Regions from separate parts of the Danio rerio genome. Here region 1 is linked to region 2. Evidence: chromatin contacts called from public Hi-C data. All regions are on one chromosome and are shown on one strand. Each heading gives the region's core, a stretch centred on a gene start, on an enhancer-like site or on the middle of the called end of the contact. The rest is flanking DNA. Distances are from core to core; before and after follow the strand shown.

The links. A called contact is a pair of places that touch in the nucleus more often than the background predicts.
Region 1: a Hi-C map of embryo shows a contact between it and region 2, with 1.4 times the contacts expected there. The contact joins two enhancer-like sites. A contact is called at or near these places in 3 of 18 Hi-C or Micro-C datasets (caudal fin, embryo and an unstated tissue).

Annotation. Positions count from the first base shown.
Region 1 is chr20:26,671,165-26,675,506 of GRCz12tu, reverse strand. All of the region lies in intron 1 of bach2b (BTB and CNC homology 1, basic leucine zipper transcription factor 2b), which reads left to right. Among named protein-coding and RNA genes, the nearest start is that of bach2b, 66 kb to the left of the region's middle. Within about 2 kb of position 1,881, at least 17 of the 62 cell types and tissues checked have an H3K27ac peak or open chromatin away from gene starts, as enhancers often do.
Region 2 is chr20:26,619,736-26,624,000 of GRCz12tu, reverse strand. All of the region lies in intron 2 of bach2b (BTB and CNC homology 1, basic leucine zipper transcription factor 2b), which reads left to right. Among named protein-coding and RNA genes, the nearest start is that of gja10b, 45 kb to the right of the region's middle. Within about 2 kb of position 1,665, at least 12 of the 62 cell types and tissues checked have an H3K27ac peak or open chromatin away from gene starts, as enhancers often do.

The DNA of each region.
Region 1 (4,342 bases), core at 632-3,131, 51 kb before region 2:
ACACTAGAATTACCAGAATTCTAGAAATACTCGAATGGCAAAATCCTTAATATTAGACTGTACTAAATGTTTGTTTGTTTGTTTGTTTGTTTGTTTGTTTGTTTGTTTGTTTGTTTGTTTGTTTGTTTTTAAATTATGACATATTTCAGTGGACACTTTTTAGTTAGACTATAGCCCCCTCTTTGTCATTTCAGCCTATTAAACTTATCAATATTTAGACTAACAAAACACTGATGTTTATGGTAAAGATTAAAATTATCATTTTAAAGCAACTTGACGCTCCAAATGAAGGTTTTAAAAAATACAGTGTTACTGTTAAACCAGTGACGACACTCAACAAAAAAATTGGAAAATTTGGCAGTATGTCTGATAATATTTTTTCTTCTGGAGAAAGTCTTATTTGTTTTATTTTGGCTAGAATAAAAGCAGCTTGGAAGAAATTTTAAACCATTTTAAAGTCAAAACCTTTAGCCCCATTACAACACCATATTTTTTTTGACCCTATATTTTTTCCGATAGTCTACAGAACATCGTACAATAACTTGCCTAATTACCCTGACCTAATTAATCTAGTTAAGCCTTTAAATTTCATTTTAAGCTGTTTAGCTGTTTAGAAGTGTCTTTAAAAAAAAAAAATATATATATATATATATATATATATATATATATATATATATATATATATATATATATATATATATATATATATGGAAGGGCATTCGCTGCGTAAAACATATGCTGGATAAATTGGCAGTTCATTCCGCTGTGGCGACCCCTGATTAATAAAGGGACTATGCTGAAAGGTAAATAAATGAATGGATGAATGTATTCATTCATTTTCTTTTCGGCTTAGTCCTTTTATAGTATGGGGTCGCCACAGCGGAATGAACATTTTATTTCATTTAACATTTTATTCTACGAAGTTAATACACGGCAAACGTTAATGGTAAACTTAAATGGTAACTAAAACTAAAATGGTAAAATTACTGGCTTGGTGGCTAAACTGTCATCTTTGTTGATTAGTAAATTGGGTCACCCTTTAGTTTGACGTTCCGTTTGTTGAATTGAAGTTACATTGCATCTACATGCCAACTAATTCTCATTATATTAGAGGTAGACTATTAGGTTAGGGTTCATGTAAGTTGACATGTACTTACAAAGTTTCTTATAGTCAGTTAAATGTCTGTTGAAGGAGCAGTATTAACAGATATTTAGCAGACAGTCAACTAATACTCAAATGGACCATCAAAATAGTGTTACCATAAATTGCAAAGAAAAAAAGATAAAGTCCTGACAATACACAGAAGTAAAATTAGCAGTCTTTGCCACTTTACATTATTGTACATTAGTATTTTTAACCTCTGCAAATGATTTTGAGTGCATTCACAACCGCCTAATTCATTAGCTTCGTGTCCTATGATGACATATTCAAGTAGAGTTTAAAAATGCTCTCCATTCTAAGAAGAAAAAAAAAATCCAAAAAGACTCTTTAGTGAACTGTAGAAGTTTTGAGAATGTAGACTCAGAAAGGAGGGGTTTAGAGTGGCCTTGAATTAACCATTCAAAATATGTGATGCTGCAGTGTGAATTATGAAGTATAATTCTTTCTTTCTTATTACTTGGATGAAGCAATTCAGAAGTTTACAAATAGCATAAAAGAGTCTCTTTAAGCTTGTTGCTACAAAAATAATGTTCTGCACAACTGAAGTGTTACTAAGAGTATGTAAACAGGAAACCCGCTTTGGTGTTGTAAATTCTTCTAGGTTACTCTGGGTCGCTTGTTGAGGCTGTTTAACAGGGGGAAAGGGCGCATTACGCACAGGTGTTTTGAGCCGCTGCAGTGCGTCAGCCTCCCCTTAAATGACCTGCGAGTTTGCTGTAACTGAGTCACTCTGCAGTGAGGTGATGGATGCCTGGTGAGTCATCGCTCCACACATCGCTGGCAGGTGGAGGACTGTGAAAAGCCTTTTATCAGCCTCAATGATTACAGTACTAGAGGCGCAGCTTGATGCCTGGTGATTCTTTCAGAGACGAGCGTGTCTGTATTGAGTATTCTTATTCAATCTGAGCGCAATCTCTACATATAGACAGACACACATTGTCAGGATACTCGGTGTTCTTATCAAGTTGGTAAATCCTAGGAGGTTGGTGTTCCCTTGCGTTTTAGCAGCAGTTTCTTTGCTGTTGCATGCAAGACTGGATGTTTATGGTTAAAAGGTATATTTGAGAGCCTATCGTGATATGCCATCTCATTAGTGATCATCTCACAATCCGTTTTTATGTGAGACATTGATCATGCAGAATGTATCCACACACACACATGCAGCAGAAAGAATCAATGGCCGGGGTCCATGCGCAGACTGTTCAAACAAACATATTGAGCAGATAAAGTGACACAGCTGTAAATGACCACACACCAACACACAGACATGTGGGGCGAGCACAGTGCTGTCAAATGATTTTATAAGCTGTGTTGTGTTGGAACACTGTAAAACTCGTGTGATTTTACACAATTCATTTTGTCCCTACACTATTGAAGTGGATTTAACATAAAACAATTAAGTTGTCCCAAAAACCTCAAGTTGTCCTCAAAACCCCTTTTAACTTATCTTAAATAAGTAGTTTGAACAAGCAGTTATAGGCTGCATTTACACTGCATGCTTCAATTGACTTAATTACAATGTTTTTTTCTCTCATGTGGCACAGATTGGATATGACTCATGTTGGAAAAATTTACATGGATTCCAATTTACTCAAATCAGATTCAGGCCTTGTTCATATGTGGAAATTTATCTGATATGAATCGGATCTGTGCCCTCGTGTCGGTAGTGTAAGCAGGTAGATCAAATTTTCACCTGCAAGTCGCGTGTCACTAAAAACCACAACGATTGACGTCAAGTCTGATGCTTTCCTTTCGGAGCAACATCCGCCACGTAATCAATATAAACTAAAATGGTTGCATACATCTGTGCATAAATCATGCCATGGACATTATATGAGGATGCCTAATGGTTTAAAGAAGCCTAGATTTTAAAAAAAGATGGTAAAATGACAACTTTTTCAGTCATAAACTATAGTAAAATACAAAAGAATTTTAAAAAAAGGAAGCCTGCAAACAGATATAATACATGAATTGAGAAAAGAGCGTGTTTTTTTTATTATCAGCTGTCAGTCAGAGCCCCCCGCTCTTTTTATTATTATTTTTTTCTCCTAATATTGCACCTTTTGCCATTTGTCGTGTAAATGCAGATAATCGGATACGAGTCGCTTTTAAAAATTGATGTAAGCTGGTCATCAAAAAAATCAGATGCAGCCACAAAATCGGAATTGACCATCAAGATCTGCAGTGTAAATGCAGTCTTAGGGGCCAATCACACCGAATGCACTTTTTGCATTGAAAAGCCCCTTTTTTGAATGATTTACTAATGACCGAGAGCGTTTTGCGCACTACTTATGCGCCCTGCACGCCTCGCGTTTTAACTACCAACTGCGCAAGCGTTTTTTCTCTTGTGTGGCTTGCGCTTGCAGTTGAAAAAAGTCAACTCTGAGGGGAAAAACCGTGTTACGTCACTCATGTGCGTCTTTTTTAATTCTCCAATCAAATGAAAGCAGATGCTGGGTTTCTATTGAGGTTCTTGCAGTGTTTGTGTTGTCAAGACAACAACAGAGACTTTTGAAAATGGAGGAGAGACTTGTGGTTGCTCTTTTGATTTATCTGGAGATGTATGACTTTACAAATCTTGAACATCACAATAATATTAAATTCTTTTAATTATATTAATATTAGCAGCAACACTCTTGCACAATACACGGCTGATTCAGTCATTGCTCTAAGGTCATCATGTAACGCTCTAATCTCAGCTAACGTAAGCCCTCGACGAAAGAGAGTCTATTCTTTCTCTATCAAGCTGTCTGCCCCTTCCTTTTGACATTTAAAAAGTGAATGAAGTCACAGAACAGTAGATAAACGAATACTGAAAGACAAAAAACTTTTTAGTTTTTTGGGAGAAAACCATGCACACAACTACACCTGAACAATCAGCTAAAACTTTTTTGAGTGAAGGCTGTGGAATGTTATTTTAAAATTACAGATGAAATATGATCCTGTCATTGTTATAATGACATTTTGTGATCAACATGTATTATTCATCTATGCATTGTCTATCCGTTCATCAAAAGTTTGAGAACACTATGATATTTTTGGAGAATTTGCTCGCCATTTTTATTTTAAAGTACAATATTAATCATATTTAATAATATTATAAGCTTTTTTAAGTGGCTTATTTTTTATTTGTTTTATAATGTAATTTGCAATGTAATTCTTGTGTTGGTAAAGCTGAAT
Region 2 (4,265 bases), core at 416-2,915:
GAATTTGGGCACTTACAACACAACGATTTATAAACATCAATTCATTAAATAACTAAAGCTGTTTTTATATGCATTATTGATGTACTGTAGAAGATGCTTATGAACATAGGATATTAAACGGAAATAAAATAAAAAAGAAAGAAATATTCAATTTAATGTATAATGTTATTAAATTATTAATTATTAATACATTTTTCCATTTTGACATCAGGACAGTTGCTTCAAAAAGAAAAGTGTGGTCAAATTTAGACTTTTTTCTTCTTTTTATCAGGGTGTCTGTCTTAAAAAAAACTCTTAAACTGTCTTAAAATGTAAAAGCTCCATTTTAGGCCTTAAAAAGTCTTGAATTCACTGAAATATTGTGTTGTAGGTCTTACATTTTTTAAAAAGGTCTTCGACAGATCTTATACTATATATAATATATATAGTTAAACTTATATATATATAAGTTGCAAAGAGATACAATTCAAAACTGTTCAAAGTTACAAATTTACAATTTAAAGTTACAAATCAGTACAATTTAAAGCTGTTAGACATGTTTACAGGAAATTCTACAAATTAAATTCCCTAACCAGGAAAAGAAAAATAAAGTAACACATCCCTTTACATAATCTTCAATTATTACAACAACTATATACAGAAGTAACTGGGCTATTAGAAAAAATCACTAACACCTATAAATCTAAAATTTCATTTATAATGTTCTTAAAAGGGTCTTAAAAGTCCTAAATTTCACTTAAAGAAACCTGCAGAAACCCTACTTACGCGGTGTTGAAAAGCTCAAATTACATACTGTCATTTTAATATGCAGTTGAAATCAGGACTATTAGCCCCCCTTTGAATTTTCTTCTTTTTTTAAATGTTTCCCAGATGATGTTTAACAGAGCAAGGAAATTTTCACAGTATGTCTGATCATATTTTTTCTGCTGGAGAAAGTCTTATTTGTTTTATTTTGGCTAGAATAAAAGCTTTTTATTTAAAAAAAAAAAAAAAAAAACAGTTTTGATCAAAATTATTAGCCCCTTTTAGCTATTTTTTTTCGATAGTACAGAACAAACCATCGTTAAAGAATAACTTGCCTAATTACCCTAACCTGCCTAGTTAACCTAATTAACCTAGTTAAGCCTTTTAATGTAGCTTTAAACTATGTATGTGTCTTAAAAAACATCTAGTAAAAATATCTAGTGTGCCGTCATCATGGCAAAGATAAAATAAATTTGTTAATAGAAATTAGTTATTAAAACTGTTATGTTTAGAAATGGGTTGAAAAAAAAAATCTGCTGTCTGTTAAACAGAAATTTGGGGAAAAAATAAACGTTGAAAAAACTTTAACATTAATATTTCATACCTTCTGTCATTGAATACTGATCTGCCTTTCTAGGCATGATGTTTAAACAGTGTCCAAAAATGCTGTCTCAGTAGGTTTTAAAGCACAGCATTAATTGCCTTATCGTGGCCCTGCGTTTTCCCGTGACTTTGTGTTGCTCATTTGTCTGTGGCTGCATGTGGAGTTTAATGGCAGGTTAGTCAGCAGATTTCATATCGCACACGTCCCGTCTTCAGCAGAGGTTTGGTATTTTTTCAGACACCCTGTAAAGCGTTCTCTCCATTGTCATGCGGATCTTTGCCTCATTAACATTCATGACATGCAGGAATTTGCCGGAGCGAATTTCCATAAATTAGCCGTCTCGGCTGCTGAGAGGGGGAAAGGCAGAAGATCAAAGAGAGAGGGAATGAATGAACGAGAGGGCAGGTGTGAGGCCTTTATAGCTTTCCCTGACCTTTTTATGGAAGGAATCGCTTGGCACAATTCCCAAATAGTCAGGAGTTGTCAGGCTGTATGATGTACAGTTCGTGTAATTTCCTGCTTTGTAACAATATGACCCTTTTGAGGCCCTGGTGAAGGAGAATAGTCTGTAGTCTGTATTAGCATAAATAGCTCAGATCTGTCGTGGAGATAAATTTGCTCCTTTGTCTCTTTCCCACAATAATAAATGTTGTTAACAGGTCCAGTGGCTTATATGTCAAAGTCTGTCCCCAGTGAGCCGCGATTCTGCTTTATTTTTCCTCTTCTTTGAGCACCTCTTTTTTTCTCTTTTGTTGTTTGCCACACAGTTAAAAGAGTAGTTCATCCAAAAAGGGATTTCTGTCTTCATTTACTCACCCTCGTGTCAGTTTTATAAACAAATCAGTAGGATCGGATCTTTAAAATGTCAAGTCTTTTTAAATGATGTGGTTTTTCCTAACCTGTTTGTTCATGAATGATTCTTCATGAATCAGACTCAACTAGTTACTGATGCACTAAATTAATGATTCATTCACAATGGTTGACAGCTCACTGCACTCTAAAAATAAAGGTTTTTATTGGCATTCACAGTTAGACAAATAAACTTCCATTGAACCTTTCAATTCTTCAGATTATTAGAAAGTTCTAAAAAAAGAAAAGATCTTCTGAGATCTTCCCTGAAAGTTGCACTGTGGAACCTAAAATGTTCATTTACACCACACATTACTTTCAGACAGTTATAACAAGGCCCAAACGGAGGGCTATTCAGGTTTTTTTTAATTATTATTATTTTTAGTAATATTATTGTCTTGTATTTTATGGTCAATAACATTTTTGGCCATAGTGAATGTGTAATAAACTCACATTTTGAATGTTACTGTGTTATTACTATGTTATTGCATGTTGTCACTGCTGTTGTCTTTTTACAGTATTCATTTTTTTAGTTGCACATAAACCAAAGCTATATAATTGTTAAATTGTGTGAGAACAGAAAAAATGATAAAAAATGATTAATTCTAAATTATTTTAAACACAAATTTGCTCAAAAAGTCTTAAGAAAAGTAGGAGCATATTAATTTATAAACATATACATTCCTAACCAAATTATATGAAAACAATTTACTGTGAGTACTGCTTTAAGAAAAGAAGTTTTAACAAAATGGTTTCCATAAATTTTAAATTTTAGATAAAAAAAGGTGACATTTTGCTGCTGCGACAAAACACTTATTTACTTTATTATCAAATATTTCTTAAAATAATAGACATTTTTACACTAATATACAATTATAGCTAATTTTACACAGGGTACTCAAATGTACTCAATACCTGGATCCAGAATGACAGAACTAGGCATGGGACGATAAAGGTTTTCAAGGTACATCGCGGTTTGGAAAAGTCAAGGTTTTAAAACCAAATCCAAATTTTATTAAGTTATACCATTCCTAACTTGGTATGTGAAAGATTTTTTTATTTAGTGTTTTTGAAACTAATGAAGACAGCAGACGTCAATGATATATTTGAATTGTTTAGCTACTGTTCCAAAATATTTTAAATGTATAAAATATATTGTAAATAAAATATATTGTGTTCAAAAGGGAATAAAACAGTCTTAGTTTTTTACCCAGACATTTCAAAAGGATATATTTAGAGCAGTAATCACAATACCATAAAACCGTGATATTTTTATCCAAGATTATCAAACTGTCAGAGTCTTAAAGTGGACCCATGCCTAGACAGAAGATGAGACATGTAACATGTTTTAATGGTTATACCTTTTTTAAAACACTGGAAAAAAGTGTTTTTTAGATCTTAATTTCATACTTTTATCATACTGTAGGATTAAGTGAGTAAAAAATAAGAATTTTCATTTTTACGATATAATCCCTGTAAGCCTTTGTCTCAGACCATATTTCCCATCCCCCACTCTATTTTAATTATAACCTCTCCACCTTTTTATTCCTTCTCTTTGTTTTCACATTTCCATCTCTTTGTGTTCTTCATAGTCTTGCTTCTTTTCCATCTTTTGCCTTCTTTCTTTTCTTTTGTGCACGCAGCACACCTTTCTCTTTCCGTCAGGTTGATGGCTGTGCTGTAGAGACACTTGTAGTAGCAGTCACAGATGGTGCGGCCGATGCTGCCGCTGCAGCCTGTGTCTGCTGATGTCAGCTCAAAAACACGTTTCAGCAGTTTTTCCCCCAGCAGAGAGAGCTGTTTGTCAGGCATAGACTCTCCATACCTTCACACCTTCCAACATCAATGTCTGTCTCCACCTTTAGTCGCAAATTGGCAGCTATGGTTGCATCTGAGCCAACCAGAGAGCTGCCCATTAAATATTAAAGAGAGATTTCTTAGCTAGATTGGGAATTAAGTGCATTTAACGTCTTAATCTTAAAATATAAACCATGTTTTCTATTCTGTTTCTCCATAAATGAACACAAGTTTTAATGTCTTATGTATTCAAAATTTTTGCAATGTTATT